Regions from separate parts of the Mus musculus genome. Here all the other regions are linked to region 2. Evidence: chromatin contacts called from public Hi-C data. All regions are on one chromosome and are shown on one strand. The core of a region is the stretch at or near the end of the contact, and the rest is flanking DNA. Distances in the headings are between cores, read along the strand shown. Region 1 holds the start of 9430078K24Rik (RIKEN cDNA 9430078K24 gene). Region 2 overlaps Rad51b (RAD51 paralog B). Region 3 has its middle 25 kb from the start of Gm36834.

Region 1 (2,700 bases), core at 185-2,684, 580 kb before region 2:
AGGGAGAGAGGATGAGAAGGAGCTTTAACGGAGGAATTTCTGAGACCATCATGGAGTTCCCGTCTTTTCTTTAGTGTCTCCAATCGGCTTCATACAATACAGTCAAGGTATAGTGGATCAACTCCAGGACAGGCAATCACAGTGCAGACCCATCTTACCATCTGGGAGGTGGGACATCTCCATAGGGTGATGGAGAAAGGTCACAGGCAGGGTTGGGACGAGAACTCTTGCCTTGTCTTTCCTCAATATTCTCTTTCTACTTGAAAAGAGAAGGATAAAGTCCTCCAGTGCTGGAGTCAGATGGCTTTAGTGTGTAGCCTGAAAGATTCAGTCTACTGGCCATGTGACTCCTCCACAGTACTAAAGGGAATAGATTTCTCCAATAGAGTGGTCCAGCTTGCCTCTTCCTCTGGGCCCCGGGAATTAGCTCATTAGACTCCTCTTGGGTGTCGAGACAATGGGTTGCCATGGGTACTCTCAGAACAGCACCCAACATGTAATGAGTTCTGTAGGGTGGGGTCATCCCCTTCTTCTCCCTCCAACTCTCCTTCTTTTCCCTTCCCTTCTTCCCCCTCCTCTTGAACCTAGGTCTGGTTAGCTGTGGACATTTGTCTATTTTGCTATAACCCCTGGCAGTTTCAGCGTGTTAGAGGAGTGTGGGAATCGGGCACTGGCCTGTGTCCTGCAGTGAGCCATAAAACAGCGGCAAAGGGAGCGGCCAGTGCAGATAGGCCTAGAGATGAAAGGCAGTGTGTTTTCCTTTCCAGAGTTCGGCTGTGTTCCTGAAGGCCCACAGCTTCCTCTGTCCTGCTGCTGGCTCTCCTTTTTTTTTTTTTTTCTCTTCCCAGTTCCCCTCAGGGATATCTTAAGAGGCAAACTTCCAGCACTAACAGGAGGTCTTTTGTTCTCCTAGTCTCAAAGTGGACTTTAACCCAGTTACTACAGACTGAGTCACAGTAAAAACAAACAAATAATAATACTTGGTTTTTCTTAAAGCCTCTTCCATTCCTGTTGACTGAAAAGGGGGAATCTGACACTTTCTTGGGCCTATGGGGGCTCTTCCCCACCCCAACCTTTTAGAGAGACAGTCTCAGAGAACCTTCCAGAACATTCTGGAGCTAGGCACTATGACTTGTTTTAGACTTTCATCTGATTTTGGGTGGTGTATGGACTCTGAGGAATTTGGGGGTCTCAGCATAGTCCTGGTAGGGCTCATCCTAGTCTGAGGAGCACTTGTTACACTCCTGGTGTGGACACATACTTACTCCTGGACTAGCCTCCCTTATTCACACTTTAGAGTCTTTATATGTGAAACTAGGGGATGAGGACATTCTCTGATTTTATCAAGAGAGACTTTGCGATTGACCCTGCTCTGCTAGAAGACGCTAGGGCAAATTAAGATGCTGTTTATAGCAGTCTGAGTCCATTCACTAAAAGCTTTATGGGCCCTTAGGAGTAGGGTGGGTGTCAGAGGAGAAAACCCCACTTCCTGGCCTCAGAAAGGCACACAGGTAAGCAGGGAAATGCGGAATCTTTTCCTGAGGTAAGATGGGTTTGTGTGAAGGGAAGGGGGTGACTGTTTCCATGGGGAGGGCATAGAAGTTTTTCCTAGGGGATGTAGCAATTGAGAGTGGAGCTGCTCAGGGAATGGAAAGTTGGGTGTTTAGGACAGGTGGAAGGAGCGAGGAAGGGTCCAAGGCATTGGGCTCATCAACAAAATGCTGTCTTAAGTATTTCTCTAAGAAGTTTTGCTTACATGTAAAAAAATATGGTTTTGCTTAAAGGCTCTTCTATTCCTGTTGACTGAAAGGGGGAACCTGACACTGCCTTGGGCCTACGGGACTCTTCTCCACCCCGATCTTTTAGAGACACAGTCTAGGAGAACCTTCCAGAACATGTGGAGCTTGGCACTGTGACTTGTTTTAGACTTTCATCTGATCTTGTTTAAGCAGACCTGGGCCTTCTCTTTTGTAAAAAGAGAAGAGTCTAGAAGAACATGCTACCAGCTTTGGAACTCTGTTCTAAGATGTCCGACTACATGCAACATTAAGACATGCCTGAGGCCACTAGTCCATCAGACACACTGCCCAAGGGTGTAGCCGTGGTTCCCAGTGAAAGGATTCCCATTCCCTAAGAGCTTGTCATCCTTAACTCCCCAGAGTGCAAGGACCTTGGGCAACACACTCATCACTCCCATCATGAAAAGCCAATTCAGGTGCTTGAAAATGCTGGTTCAATTAGCCCCAACTTCTAGGTCTTCTTTCTATGTGCCATCTCCAGAATCCTTGGGTAGATTGATGGTCCTCTGTGTGGCTATGGCTCATTCTTTACATTGTGACTTAAGCTCCATTCTCCAACAGCCCTCCTCCTGGGCTGTGAGCTCCTTAGAGGGAACTATGCTAAAGTACTTTTGTTTGTTTGTTTGAGATGGGGCCTCACTATGTAGCCTGGCTGTTCTGGAACTGGCTATGTAGACTAAGCTGGCCTCAAACTTATGGATATTACCTGCCTCTGTTTCCTGAATGCTGAGAATAAAGGCATGTACCATTGTCCCCAGCTAGTACTGTCAAACAGTCAATCTTTCCCAATGTTTGTTTCATAGACCTATAATGTGACCAAGGGATGGTTGATGGTGTATTCTGTTCTGTCTGACAAATAACAACAGAAATGTCACCTTCATCACCATCAACTTAATAGGCT
Region 2 (2,700 bases), core at 46-2,545:
AAACAGCTCCCAGATGAGCAGTTCACCCAATCACTCAAACCTCCTCGGACTCTGCTGGGTCCCAAACTACAACACAACTGTGACCCTTCCTCTCCAATTATTCATTTCTTTAAAGTTGTATGAGAGACCACTATTAAACACACTTGAAAATTCTGTATGAATTATAACCAGTAGGTCCAATTACTTTATTAGATTTTTCTTCTCTTTAATACATTGAAAGAAGGGAAAAGCAAACAGCCCTTATATAGAAAGTAAAGATCCAAACAGCTTTCCACCCAAATGATGGACAACACATTGCCCTCTTTCATTCAAGGGCCAGTCCATTTGAAGCTTTACTCTGCCTTCCCAGCTTGCATCTGCATTACAGAATTCATGCAGATACTAAAGGAAACCAGGCTGAGGGACAAAGAAGCAACCCTATCCACTGTCCGTATGCAATCTCACTCAGAGCAGCAACATTCTATACGCTCTTCTCACCTGCCCTATTCTAGCAGACCCCTACCCAAAACCTGGCACTGGAGCAACCACATCACATTTACCCTGTTTTAAATGACAACCTCCTGTGTGAGATCATAAAAAGGATAAAGTCAGCAGACACGACGGACACCACCATCACCTCCATCGCCCTCAACCCTCACACACAGCCTGAGATGGTCTCGGGGTCACTGTAGTTCTGGATGCATGAACTGAGGGAGGAGCAGAAGATCAATGAGAGACCCTAAAAAGTCTCATAAGGTGCAGTGGATTAGCAGGCAGGGCAGCCGTGAGCAGAACTCAGTTTGCCTATCTTGCCCCATACAAAATCAAGTCAAAACACTCCCCTTAAAGAACCAAATTTGCCAAAGACGTTTAGACTTCATGTCTAGCAGCACACGGACTGCATGGGAGGGTGTCGGGTAATTTATAGTCCACCAATCTACTCAGGCCACCAGTGAACCACACAGCTGAAAAAGTTCACCACGTCCAAAGTCAAACTCTGCGGGGATCAGAAGGGTACTCCTGAGGGGCTGCACTCGGACCTCATTATAACTCCGTGTTATTTTAATACTATTCCTTGGATTTTGCCCCACACACAATTCCCAAGTCACAGAAAGACCATGAACAGTGTCCAGATGTATAAAATGCAAAAATACTTTCCTCCTACATGTGGACTCCAAGATAAACACCACAAGAAGCACGTGTGACTCAACTTGGAGCTCGTTCCAAATTAAATACTGCATCATGTGCACAGTGTATGGCTTAAAAAACAAAACCCCACGAATATCCTCCACGGTTCACAAGCCAGGCTTGGGCAAGCACATGACCACACTGGAAGATGGAAACATGAATTGGAGAGCCGGGGTAAAGGGTGAGAACAGCCTCAGTCGGGACCTTTCCCAGAAAACTGTTGCTATTTTCAGGGAACATTGGTATAACATGGGACACAGATGAAAGGGGAAATCATAGTTTTCTGTTTGGTTGGGGGTTTATCCCACATACACACACTGATGACCCTGAATTCTAAAACGGCAAAGAGTTTAAAAGCCCTAAGTAAGCAAGCACAAACATCATTAAATACAGATATGCATGCACTGACTGAGGTAATGAATACTTAAATGTCGGGGGCCAGACCAGCTAGAACGCTTTTGACCTGGACAATGGGTCTGAGTGGAGTAATGGAAACCTGGGGCAGACACGGGACACAGACCGTGGGAAAGGTCTCTACCTCACTGGTGTTGTGTTTCCCAGATGACAACTCTCTCTTTCTTAATCTATCTCTTTCCACTCCTCACACTTACGGTTTTATTAACATGTTTCCTTCATTTGACTGTAACTTGGCTTCAAGAAAGTTACAGTAAAAAAGTGAATGGCTGAATAAAGTGGGAATGTAAGAGATGATAGTTTGGCTAAGCCAGCATCTCCAGTGCTTTCTCCTGCAACTTAACATAAGCAAAAGTTCTAAAACGATTCAAGTTGGAATATATTTAACCAGCAAAACACCATGACTTTAAAAAATAAAAATAAAACATTTGATAAATGCAAAAGAATACACACACACACACACACACACACACACACACACTGTGTAGGTTACAAGGCATGGCTATGAAATGCGTGCCTATGAACCTGCCAACTACTCTTTTAATTAGCACTTTTTCTGTCTAGAAAGCTATTAATGTAACTCAGTGGCATGCCAGGACCCTAGAGATAATTCCCAGCAATAAGAAAGGAAGATGGGGGGTGGGTGGAATATCTCTAATCTGATAATTTGCTGTGGACTAAAATTTTACATCTCTCCCAAAATTCTCTGTTGAAACCCTAATCTACAGAGTGATGGTATCTGTCTATGAAGCTTTGACAGTGCCTGGCTAGATTAGGTCTTGAAGGTGTAAATAACCATGCTGGAGACAGACACACCAAAGCACAATCACCAAGAAGTGACCTTCACCAAGCAAACAACACTGTCAGACGCTGGTCTCACACATTCAGTGACTAGAACATGCTGACGTGAATGTTGCTGCTTTCTACACAGCTGCTGCACTCCAGTAGCCCCAGAAGACGAGACACAACGGGGGCAGTAGAAGCCATCTTCCCACCAGGCAGCTGCCCGGTTGTCATCAGTATTCTGAATTTATGCCTTTTTATTAAAAAATTTCACTTTTGCCATTTAAAAAAATTTTTTGGTTTTATCCACAGCTACTGAGATTTCTTTTAAGGAAT
Region 3 (2,700 bases), core at 98-2,597, 640 kb before region 2:
TGAAGAGAGCAAATGTGATGAATATGAAGGGTAAGAGTGAGGTCTTTGGGTATCTGAAAAGTGTTGATACAGGAGGGCTTTGCCTATGAGGGCCATAAAGAAAGCACCAGTGGGTGTCAGTTAAAGGCAGGGTGACTGGATCATATTCTGTGGCTAGTAGAACAGCATGTGGTGACATGACTCTGGCTGTGTTAGAGGTATTGGAGACATAAACTGTTAGAGAGGAAACAGTATCATCACATGAACAGGAGGTCCATGAGCCTAAAGAATCCCTGTGGACTCGACATATCCAATGCACGGCTGATGCTTGCTTTCTGTATCTCCTTCACACTACTGCTCATCAGCTTTGGTGAGGGGGCGGTGGTGGACCACATCCAGTAACTAGTCTTTAGTGCTTGGATCTCTGGCACTCCAAGACGGGCATTTCTCTTCAAGAGACTTTGGGGGGAATCTTTGAAAATGCAGATTTCCCCAGCATAGAGGAAGATCCTGGGTGTTCAGGCAGACCTGGGTGTGGCACACCTTTTTTCCTGAAACCCCAGACAGGTAATTTGCATCAAGCATCATCAACTCCCAGGAGTGGCTGAAGGGCTTCTGTCCCAGAGAGCCTTTGTACTAGTCTGTTTCCTGTGCTGTGCTGTGGGAATAATGATGACTACCATGCAGCATGTTGTAAGGAATGTATGAATGGATATCTGGGAATCCTGGGGCCAAGTCATAATCGCCACTCTTTCCATGCATTCACAGAGCTCAAAGTGATAGCCATGTCTGTGAAATCTTGGGTATCAGATACTCACTCAGGCCTTTATGTGAAATATGTGCACTTCTTTCCTTTAAAGTTGCTGGAAAAAGTTGGCATTTGGGGGCAGTTCCTGAATGGATGCACTGCTTCAGTAGCCTCCGACAATGCTTGTGCAACCCCCCCCCCCCACACTAACATCCCCTTGGATGCTCTAAAGGATGGTCTCTTGGGCTCCTTGTCCTAAGTTCAATGAATAGCCTGCCAGCTTCAGAAACCACTGCAAGGAGTGGCCATTCCTTTCCCTTCCCCATGGTTTCAGCCCCACAAGGCCTCTTCAGAGAAACCTGGTGTCTCTTTCCCCTGGACATTCTGTGCCACACAGTCAATCCCATCACGGTAGGTTCCTGCCTTCCAACCAGAGACATAAACACATGCTAGAGGTCTGGGACAAAGGTTCTGTTCTGGACCCACCTGAATTTTTATCTCCATTTTAAAGAAAGACTAGACAGACGCCCAATAAAAGCTTGCTGTTTAGGCTTTCAACCTTGTCACTAATCCCTTTGTGAAGTCAGAAGCAGGAAGAGTAAACATGTTAGCATTTATTCAGCTGACTGACGACAACATTGGGCAACTGTTTGTGATTTACAAACTAGAGCTGCCCACGGGCTCCACTCATGTGGCCGACGGCGTGTCTTTGTCTTAGTGATTGCAAATATTGTTAAAATAAAGCAGGAGATTTTTACGGGAAACTACGGATCTCTGGGCTCTCTTTAAAGAATCCAACAGAAACTGAGTCATGGCTTATCTCTAGGTCCCCTATATGTTGTGTTTTGGGCTTCTGCTGGTTCCCATAGGCATCTGAGTATTCAGCCCAAGGTTTGTTAGTTTCAAAGCTTGTGACTTCAACAGGAAAATCGGGAAACATTGAATTTGGAGACATTTGGCTTCCTGGGTTTATTTCCTGACTCACTATAGCTTGTGTTCTTCCAGCTTCCTCCAGCCCAACAGTCCCTTTCCTGTGGTACAACCAAAGCCTAGTAATGCCCACTGTGTGGGCCACGCCCCTTTGCCCATGTTCACAGTTCTTCGAGGTCCCCCTGAACCATGCCAGCTTTAGGAGTGCTAAGTGGGGGGCTGGGGTGGGGTCAGGCTTCAGCCTGGCTGTATTTCCTTGACTTCGCTTTATCTCAGAGACCGCAGTAGTTCCCAGGCATGGGGGAGGGGGTGGCCTGTGATGGCTGGCCTTCTCCAGAACCTCCTATCAGAGCAGTAATGGTCTGCTTGTCCTGTTACAGTGATCCTGAGACTGCCCACACTCAACAGGGCAGGAGGGACCCTGCTGGGGTTCTGCTTCCTGCTCTCTGCAAGGGCAGATTTCAAAGCTCTCAGTTCACTCCTTCTTCTCTGCCCCCTCCCACACTCCTTTCCTCCCCAACATTCCTTGTTTCTTGTTTATATTGCAGAAAACATCTGTGAGAGTAAATGGCCGGGATGAAAGATCTTGGCAAAGGGCTATTTTTCTTTGCTTGGCTTCAAGGGAGCCAGATGAAGACTTGAGCCTCACAGAGCCTTCCCCCAAGCCCTGGCCCCAGAGGGGAGAGAACTAGATCTGAAGGAAGACAGACCAGAAGGTGGCCCAGCCAGGCTCCCCAGGCTGGAAGGTTGTTTTTCCACTAGAACTGGCTGGCCCGGAGGAAAGTAGATCCCCTGTGTGTCCCCAGATGGTTCTGTGGGGGGTTTCCTGCCTACTCTGTCCCCTACTGTTCCGCACTCTTCTGGGTTTGGTGACCTGTTTTGCAGGGGAGATTCTCACACCTTTTCTGTCTCTTGCCTTTCTCCAGAGCAGTTGTGCAGTGCAGGAAGTGGCTGCCTGGGCACTGCACACACTCTTTTTCTAAAGCTTTATACAGTTTTATCCAAGCTAGTGACTTCTCTGGGTCTTAGATTCTCCATCAGGG

What was found. A called contact is a pair of places that touch in the nucleus more often than the background predicts.
Region 1: a Hi-C map of uterus shows a contact between it and region 2, with 4 times the contacts expected there. The contact joins the promoter of 9430078K24Rik here to the enhancer-like site in region 2. A contact is called at or near these places in 1 of 15 datasets of contacts at CTCF or cohesin (large pre-B cells), 23 of 484 Hi-C or Micro-C datasets (the 3T3-L1 cell line, the AML12 cell line, B cells and 14 more) and 7 of 115 datasets of contacts at active chromatin or transcription factors (the NIH/3T3 cell line, embryonic limb bud, fibro-adipogenic progenitors and 4 more).
Region 3: a contact with region 2 is called in a Hi-C map of liver, with 2.6 times the contacts expected there. The contact joins two enhancer-like sites. A contact is called at or near these places in 1 of 39 promoter capture datasets (liver), 2 of 15 datasets of contacts at CTCF or cohesin (large pre-B cells and pro-B cells), 16 of 484 Hi-C or Micro-C datasets (the C10 cell line, the G1E-ER4 cell line, adipose-derived mesenchymal stem cells and 6 more), 3 of 115 datasets of contacts at active chromatin or transcription factors (heart atrium, kidney and large pre-B cells) and 1 of 9 other capture datasets (embryonic stem cells).

Annotation. Positions count from the first base shown.
Region 1 is chr12:79,934,998-79,937,697 of GRCm38.p6, reverse strand. 9430078K24Rik (RIKEN cDNA 9430078K24 gene) reads left to right here and starts at 1,434. Exons shown (of 4, transcript NR_131074.1): 1 at 1,434-1,511. It overlaps 4933435C09Rik (a long non-coding RNA gene), which reads right to left and starts at 1,159. Exons shown (of 3, transcript XR_381736.3): 1 at 159-1,159.
Region 2 is chr12:79,353,351-79,356,050 of GRCm38.p6, reverse strand. All of the region lies in intron 7 of Rad51b (RAD51 paralog B), which reads right to left. Among named protein-coding and RNA genes, the nearest start is that of Rad51b, 57 kb to the right of the region's middle. Within about 2 kb of position 1,295, at least 56 of the 459 cell types and tissues checked have an H3K27ac peak or open chromatin away from gene starts, as enhancers often do. A contact at or near this core is called in the G1E-ER4 cell line, the NIH/3T3 cell line, embryonic fibroblasts and 4 more, where this site is marked.
Region 3 is chr12:79,993,543-79,996,242 of GRCm38.p6, reverse strand. No RefSeq gene overlaps it. Among named protein-coding and RNA genes, the nearest start is that of Gm36834, 25 kb to the left of the region's middle. Within about 2 kb of position 1,347, at least 61 of the 459 cell types and tissues checked have an H3K27ac peak or open chromatin away from gene starts, as enhancers often do. A contact at or near this core is called in heart atrium, liver, palatal mesenchyme and 1 more, where this site is marked.